Regions from separate parts of the Sus scrofa genome. Here regions 2 and 3 are each linked to region 1. Evidence: chromatin contacts called from public Hi-C and promoter capture Hi-C data. All regions are on one chromosome and are shown on one strand. The core of a region is the stretch at or near the end of the contact, and the rest is flanking DNA. Distances in the headings are between cores, read along the strand shown.

The links. Promoter capture Hi-C pulls out the DNA fragments that hold promoters and counts their contacts. Hi-C and Micro-C count contacts between places; a contact is called where the count stands out from the background.
Region 2: a contact with region 1 is called in a promoter capture Hi-C map of fetal liver, with 2.8 times the contacts expected there. The contact joins the promoter of C6H1orf216 here to the promoter of SFPQ in region 1. A contact is called at or near these places in 3 of 5 promoter capture datasets (fetal liver, fetal skeletal muscle and liver) and 3 of 47 Hi-C or Micro-C datasets (embryonic fibroblasts, fetal skeletal muscle and skeletal muscle).
Region 3: a Hi-C map of liver shows a contact between it and region 1, with 6 times the contacts expected there. The contact joins the promoter of SMIM12 here to the promoter of SFPQ in region 1. A contact is called at or near these places in 5 of 47 Hi-C or Micro-C datasets (embryonic fibroblasts, fetal skeletal muscle, heart right ventricle and 2 more).

The regions. Positions count from the first base shown.
Region 1 is chr6:91,406,917-91,409,533 of Sscrofa11.1, forward strand. SFPQ (splicing factor, proline- and glutamine-rich) reads right to left here and starts at 1,320. Exons shown (of 11, transcript XM_021095898.1): 1 at 395-1,320. The coding sequence starts at 1,207.
Region 2 is chr6:91,889,172-91,891,788 of Sscrofa11.1, forward strand. C6H1orf216 (UPF0500 protein C1orf216 homolog) reads right to left here and starts at 1,332. Exons shown (of 2, transcript XM_021095921.1): 1 at 1,119-1,332.
Region 3 is chr6:91,112,377-91,114,993 of Sscrofa11.1, forward strand. SMIM12 (small integral membrane protein 12) reads right to left here and starts at 1,310. Exons shown (of 2, transcript XM_003362205.4): 1 at 1,109-1,310.

The DNA.
Region 1 (2,617 bases), core at 70-2,569:
AGAAGGGAAAGGGACGGAAGTGTCATTGTCAACGACAAGACTTGCGCCTGCGCGCTTAGGACCGGAACTCCCTCCATCTCTCCAATCCTACATTTCACTCTGCTCTGGTTCCAAAAGTCCGCTAGTTTCAATACGGCGCACCATAGCTTAGCATCACCTTAAGGCCACCCCCGCGACTGCTGCGCCAGTCGGGTGGCCAACCACAGGGGCCTGCTAGCGGACCCACGCCATCCGCCTCCCGCTCCGGCAGCCGGCCCCGCCCCTCCTCGTCTCCCGCGCGCAGGCGCTCTTTCCGGTCTCCGACAAAATGGAGGGCGGGGAGGGGAAGGGAAGGGAAAAGAGGGGGCCGCCGCCATCTTAGAGAAACCGACGCGTAGGTCTGGGAGACACTCACCTCCGAGTCCGAGATCTTTTCCTCACTGCGGCCGCCGGGCCCGCCCGGTGGTGGCCCTTGGTGGTGCTGCTGGTGGTACGGCGGGTGGTGCTGCCGGCCGCCGCGGGGCTCCCCACCGCCTCGGTGCGGCGGTTTGGCGTGGCCGCCAGGGGTGCTTAGGCCCGGGCCGCCGCCGGGCTTCGGCCCGCCTGGCATTTTGCCGCCTTTGGGGCCGCCAGGTCCCGGGCCCTGCTTAGGTCCGGGGCCTGGGCCCCCTGCGGGTGGAGGAGGCGGGCCCCCAGCCTGAGGCGGGGTGGTGGGGACACCGCCGCTCGGCGGCGCAGGCGGAGGTGCCCCGGGGGGCGCCGAAGTGACGGCCGGCGGCGGGGTCGGGGTGGGGCCCGACCCCGTGGGGGCCCCGGAGGTCGGGGGGGTGGCGGGCGGCGCCGAACCAGAAGCCGGGGGAGCGTTGCCTACTCCGGGAGCCGGGCCGGGCCCCTGAGAAACGACGGGCTTGGACGAGTCCTGTGGAGGCGGCGGCGGCTGCTGATGCGGCGGTGGCTGGTGCGGCGGCGGCTGAAGCGGCGGCGGCTGCTGTGGTGGCGGCTGCTGCGGCGGCGGCTGTTGCTGTTGCTGGTGCGGAGGCGGTGGCGGGATCGGGGGCTTGGGACCACCCTGGCCCGGGCCGGGCCCCATAGGTCCGCGGTTCTGATTGAGGCCCATGCCTGGCGGCGGGGAGCGGAAATCGTGGAGGCCGCCGCGGCCGCCGCCCCCTCCGCGCCGGTGGAAGCCGCCACCGCCACCGCCCCGGCTTCGGAACCGATCCCGAGACATGTCTGTAACCAAGGGGCGGTCGAGGCAGAAGCGGAGAAGACGTTCAGGAAACGTGGAGGCCACCTTGCTTCTCACAAGATGGCGGATGACACAGGCGGCGCGCCGCCTTTGTCCTCCTCTTATATAGGCCGGCTGGCTTGGCCCCGCCTACTTCTGGATCAATAGCAGCAATAGCCAATTGCAATTACTGTACTTGATGACGCTAAGTTACGAGGAGTTAATCTTTCCTATTGGCTCCCGGATGAGAGGCGGGAGGCATGGAGTGGCTGAAGTTTCCAGTAAGCCAATGGGCGGAAAAGGAGTTGGCTGTAGGTGACGGTGATTTGCTGAGAGATATTTGAATGGGTTCGCCGGAGCAATTTTTCCCTTGGAAGCAGATAGCCAGGGCCCTATCAGCTCCTGGGGAGAGATGTTAGCAAGTCCTTTCTTTCTTGATTGCCCTTAAGAGCAGCCTGCTGATATCCTCCCCCAGAAAGAACCTACAGCCTCCAGCTCAAAAGCATAAATTAAGTGCCTGCTATCTTTTCTACCTTGTGCTGGGCCCATAAATTTAGAGAAAAATTTTTTTTTACCGATTTCGCACACTTGATCTTACTGATTTCATTTTGGAATCTCACTGGAGTACTGGTTTGTTCTAGCAGTAAAAGTGTCGCCATGGGCTTTAGTGATTGCTCTTTGTTCAAAAAGAAAGGCCTTGATTTTGTGTGTATACACTAATTTACAAACACATCACAGGAAGAAATGAACGTTTTTCTTAATTCTACAAACCACAAAACACTTTATGGACAGATTAAGATGCTTTAAAACTAGATTATTAATACAAAACAAATGAATCTTTCCACAGAAAAGAAACTCATGGACTGGAAGAACAGACTTGTGGTTGCCTAGGGGAAAGGGGAGGGAGGGAGGTGGACTGGGAGTTTGGGGTTAATAGATGCAAACTATTGCATTTGGAGTGGGTAAGCAATGAGATGCTGCTGTATAGCACAGGCAACTATATCTAGTCACTTGTGATGGAAATGATGGGGGATAATGTGAGAAAAGAATATGTATATATATATATATGTATTACTGGATCACTTCACACAGTAAAAATCGACAGAACACTGTATAGCAACTATAACAGAAAAAAAAAAATCATAAGAAATGTTTAAAAATGCAAATCAGGAGTTCCCGTCGTGGCTCAGTGGTTAACGAATCCGACTAGGAACCATGAGGTTGTGCGTTGGATCCCTGGCCTCGCTCAGTGGGTTAAGGATCCAGCGTTGCCCTGAGCTGTGGTATAGGTCGCAGACACAGCTCATATCCTGCGTTGCTGCCTCTCTGGTGTAGGCGGGTGGCTACAGCTCCGATTAGACCCCTAGCCTGGGAATCTCCATATGTTGCAGGTGTGGCCCTAGAAAGGCAAAA
Region 2 (2,617 bases), core at 82-2,581, 480 kb after region 1:
CCCACTGAGCAAGGCCAGGGATCCTAGTCGGATTCGTTAACCACTGAGCCATGACGGGAACTCCCATGTTTGTTTCTTGATGGTCAGTAAATGTCTATTCAAGTTTTTGGGGTTTTGCTTTTTTATCTGTCTTACAATAGCAGCTTCCACTTCTGGCTCTGTGACTAGAGATAGAATTCCTCTATATATCTTCCATCATATTCAGGAGCCAGTATGGAGCCTGGCACTAACCAGGTACAGTAGATCCTTGCCGAGTGAGTGTGTGAATGGGGGAGGGGGACTGCAGTGGGATATCTATGCTCAGGAAGACCCCAACAACAGTAGCAGAGGCTACAGCTGAAGCCTAGGTTCGCCCCTCTGCTCAGAGAGGAACCCCCTCCCCCACTGACAAGCCTCTCTCCCCTGACCCGGCCCTTTGAAGCCTCCATGTCTAGCACAATCCCGGTGCCCCTGCCTCTAGCTTGCTCCATCCTGAGGCCCTGGAAAGAGGGCATGCCCCATTATTCTTCCTCCCCAACAACCGACCTCTCCCAAAATTAGTGTTTACTTGACGAGAGCTTTCTATTGACCATATATTACTAGGATTCGAAAAAGTGGGGGTTCAGTAAGAGTGAGGGATAGTGTAAGTGGAGGGAGCAGGGACCCTTCCCACATTCAGTAGTGGGAAGAGGTCCTAGGAGCAACGGTTTAGGGACAGTCCCTTTGTAACCTACACACTCCATCCTGTTAAGCAAGGGGCTTGGAGATCTTCCTGGCCCAATGTTTTCTTTTTTTCTAAGCTTGGGCGGGGGCCGTGAGGGAAGCTGGGATGAGTGGAGGTGGTACTAAGAATCACGGGGTTCTCAGAGACGGTAAAATGGGAATGGAGACAGCCCAGGATCAGGTTTCTCTCCAAGCTAATTAGCAATTTGCCGAGGTGGGGCGCTCTGTAAGGGTGGGAGGAGGCAGCCCCCCTTCCTGCCTAGCCTTGAGGGGGTGGGGGAAGGAGACTACCCCGGGAGACCGAGGATACTGACGGCCCTTCCTTAATCTCCCCCAAAGAGGCAGCTGGGCCGAGGCTGCGACCCCCGCCCCCTGCGGCAGGGGTCCAAACCCTCCCGCTCCGGGCCCCCACTCACGGCCTGGAGGCGCCGGCCCGCCCAGCTAGCTCTGTTCCGAAGGCCCGCGGCGGGAACTCTTCCGTCGGGGTTGTGGCGGGGGCGGGGGGGGGTTGTCCCTTGGCCTGGGCGTCCACGCGGGCAGGGGCGTGGGTGCGGGTTTTCGTGTCGCGCTCCCACCCAGGCCGGGACTGCGGAGTCGCGCGGCGTCAGCGCGGCGGGGCGGGGCGGCCAGGCCCACGTGGGTCGGTTCGGTTTTCCGCGGAGCCGCGCGAGGGCCGGAGCGCTGGAACCGCCTCCTGAGCCTTCGGCACCTTTGACCCAGCCCTTGCAGACTCTGTTTTATTTCATAACTGCGTTCACAGGATCCCTCCGATCGGTTTGCCTCACTGCACATTCAGTGACATTTTCAGAATGAAAATCTGATCATGTCTCCACCTTCCTGCCTAAAACCATTCAATGGCTTCCGCATTGCAGGCTAAATCCTTAGGGCAGCAGCCGTGGGGCTCTGAGCATCCTGCTTCACCTCTGCGGCTTCAGCCTGTGCCCTCGCCTCTGCAGCTGGGCTTCACGCCCCTTCTGCCACACTGTTCTCTCTGCCGAAAATTCTCTCCCCCATCTCATATTTCGGATCTCTTCTCAGAAAAACCTCTAACCTCCCAGATCAGATTAGTCCCCCCTTTTTATGTTATCCTCCAGGGTGTTTTATTCCTTTTCTTAATAGCAGCTATCACCATTTAAAGTTATATGTTTCTTTTGTGCTTATCTGATTAAAGTCATTTAATGAACAGAGTAATTGCTGACTCTATTGATAAAACCGAAAAGCACTGGCTGTTAAGGAGAGGCAGCCCCAGAAAAAAATATGGGACAAATTTAGCCTTCAGGTCATAGGATCTTCCAGAAGATCCCTTCTACACCCTCACCTTTACTGGACAAACCAAGCAATTGGCTATAACTTCCCCATGCTCCCCCCTCCCCCTGCCAATTAAAAACAAGCACAACTAGGAGTTCCTGTTGTGGCTCAGCAGTTAACGAACTGACTAGTGTCCATGAGGACTATGGTTCGATCCCTGGCCTCACTCTGTGGGTTAAGGTTCTGGCAGGCCATGGTGTAGGTCACAGACGCGGCTAGGATCCAGCGTTGTTGTGGCTATGGTGTAGACCGGCGGCTACAGCTCCAGTTGGACCCCTAGCCTGGGAACCTCCATAAGCCATGGGTGCGGCCCTACAAAAGACAAACAACAACAACAACAAAAACCCTCAACTAAACTAATATGGATTCATTTTTGAGTCGTAATACATTAGAAAATACCATTGTCTTTCCCCCTCCTTTCTTTTGCTTTTTTTTTTAAGAGAATTTGAGTCTGATCTCTATGATGAGGCATCCTCTTCCATTCCCAGCTTAATTCTAACTTCCCACTCTGCAATAGAGATTAAATGGCAAATTAAATCACACCAACACATCCTGTAAACAAAATAAAGGAAGTGGAAGAGAAAAATCATTTTATGATTAGGACAAC
Region 3 (2,617 bases), core at 60-2,559, 290 kb before region 1:
CATTTTCTTTCCTACCTTGTAAACAAGTTCTCTTCTAGCAAACACTTTCCCTCAACAGCCACTCTCCATTCAGATTTCCAATTTGTCTTAAAACATATGAAGCATGAGTCCACAACTAATATTATATCTCATGTGCAGTACAAGCTCTACCTCTGTCTACTGTTCACATTCTAATCATTCCCAAATAAATTAATCTACTCATTTATTCAACACTTATAACCACTTTCTCTGTGTCACACAGTGAGCCGGCCTACCCCATTTATTCCTATTTCTCTTCACGCTCCAAGAGGGCAAGGCTCAGGTTTGTGCGTCCCCACTGTGCCCTATCCATCCCCCACCGCTCCCACCCCTCCTGGCACTAAGTGTCAAAAAGTGTGTCGAATGAATGAGAGCTCAAGCAACTCATTAGTTTAAAACCACAGTAGTCATCCATCCACCCGCTTTCAAAAGGCGGCAGGAATACACAACTGGTATCTTTGCTGATTACATGAGACTAAATACTCTAACAAGTCATCCCCAGATTATCAAAACTAAAGAAGCAACTGTCTGGTAAACACCGTGACGCACAGTTCCAGCCCCGCACGGAGGGAGCCTGAGTGTCCGGGAAAGGTCAAACGGGTTGCCGGGAAACCCGCTCTTGTGCGGGAGTCCGGAGGCCCAGTGAGACGCGAAGCCGCAGTCCGAAATTTGAGGAATGCAGGGGAGAGGAGGGGAGACATGAGTGGGTAGAATTAATCCTGACGGTCACTCGCACCCAAAGCAGGTATGAAAACACAAAGAGGTCAGGGTTCAAGGGTCTGTCCTCCTCCTTCCTCTGGGTTCCCGGGCCCCTGCGCCGATCCCACCAGACTGACGGCCTCGTCAGCGTCCTTCTTCACTCACGTGCCTGAGGCCAAGAAGCCCCAGCCTCCGTGTCTGCAGGGCGCTGAGACTCCGACGCTGAGCCCCAGGAAGAGAGGGAGCCGTTAGGCCTGGCCAGGGCCGGAGCTGACGCTCGCCATCACCCCTCCCCTAACTCAGAGATCAAGGCCAGGAGCCGTCGTCATAGCAACAAGCGGCCCTGCAACAGCTCACGGGGGAAGGACTGCCCGCCGGGACGCTCGCTTACCTGCCCCGCAGCCCACACTCCTCCGTCGGGCTCCCGCCCTCCACTGGCGCGCCGGGAGCACCAACGTCGCCAATCCCAGGAACCCGCGGGGCCTCGCCCCGGGACCCCGCTCACCGGCGCCGGCTCCCTCGGAGCGCCGGGATTGGCTGAACTCCAGCCAAAGGACCGGGAAAGCTAGGCTACGCCGCGGGCCGCGCTGAGCTGAAATGGATACAGCGCCCCCTACCGGCTGGGAGGTTTCACAGTGACGTCACCACGGGCTTTCGCGCGGAGAAAGTGGAAGGTCATGCCTCCTTGTATTCAACGGATGTTTATTAGGCGTCTTCTAAGCCCTAGGTCTGGGCACAGAAAAATAAAAGACATAACCCTTGGCCTCAAGAAGGTCTCAGCAGAGTATAATGCAGAACTTTTAAGAATTCTTCTGATTTAGTCCAGTTTTCTAGCCATGTGACCTTGGGAACATTGTTAATCTGAGACTCCTTTCCCTTTTATTTAATTAATTATTTGTTTATTTATTTTTGTCTTTTTTGCCTTTTCTAGGGCCGATTCTGAGGTATATGGAGGTTCCCAGGCTAGGGGTCTAATCGGAGCTGTAGCCACTGGCCTATACCAGAGCCATGGCAACGCAGGATCCGGGATCCGAGCCACGTCTGCAACCTACACCACAGCTCACTGCAACGCCAGATCCTTAACCCACTGAGCAGGGCCAGGGATCGAACCCGCAACCTCATGGTTCCTAGTCGGATTCGTTAACCACTGAGCAACGAAGGGAACTCCCCTCCTTTCCCTTTTATGCATAAAGGTAATAACACCTATTTCAAGGATGTTGTGAGAGTTAGGTGAGATAATGTATGCAAAGTGCTGAGCCAGCACGTAGCAAGCAGGGAAATAAATGATACTACTGTTAGTATACAAATAATTGAAATATAGTAAAACCTAAGTTTTACCTGACCTCTCAGGTACAAGTATTCACTCTCTCCTCTGTGTCCCCACTGCACCTTGTACAGATGTCTGTTTTTATAGAAAATAACACCAAAGCTTAGTTCCGTAATGCCCACCCCCCCATCCCTGCACACCTAGCCCTGCTGTTCCATCCTTATTCCACTAGTCTCAGCCAGGCTTATCTGTCTTTCCTAACACATGCTAAACCCCTTCTACTTCCCCATGTGGACCAAACTGCTTTATATCTCTGTGCCCTTAGTTATGCTTTCTCATCTACCTGGAGCCCCCTTCCCACATTTATTTATTTATTTATTTATTTATTTATTTATTTATTTATTTATGCTTCTTAATCTTTAAGAGCTTCTTCCACGCCAGTGCCATGTGGAAGTTCTCTAGCCAGAGATAGAACCCTTGTCACAGCAGTGACCGGAGCCAGCTGCTGCAGTGACAACACCAGATCCTTAACCCACTACAAGGAAACGCCAACCACCTTTTTTTTTTTTTTTTTTTTTTTTTTTTTTTTTTTTTAATACAAAGTAGCTCTGGCTTTTTTTTTCAAGCTTTAGG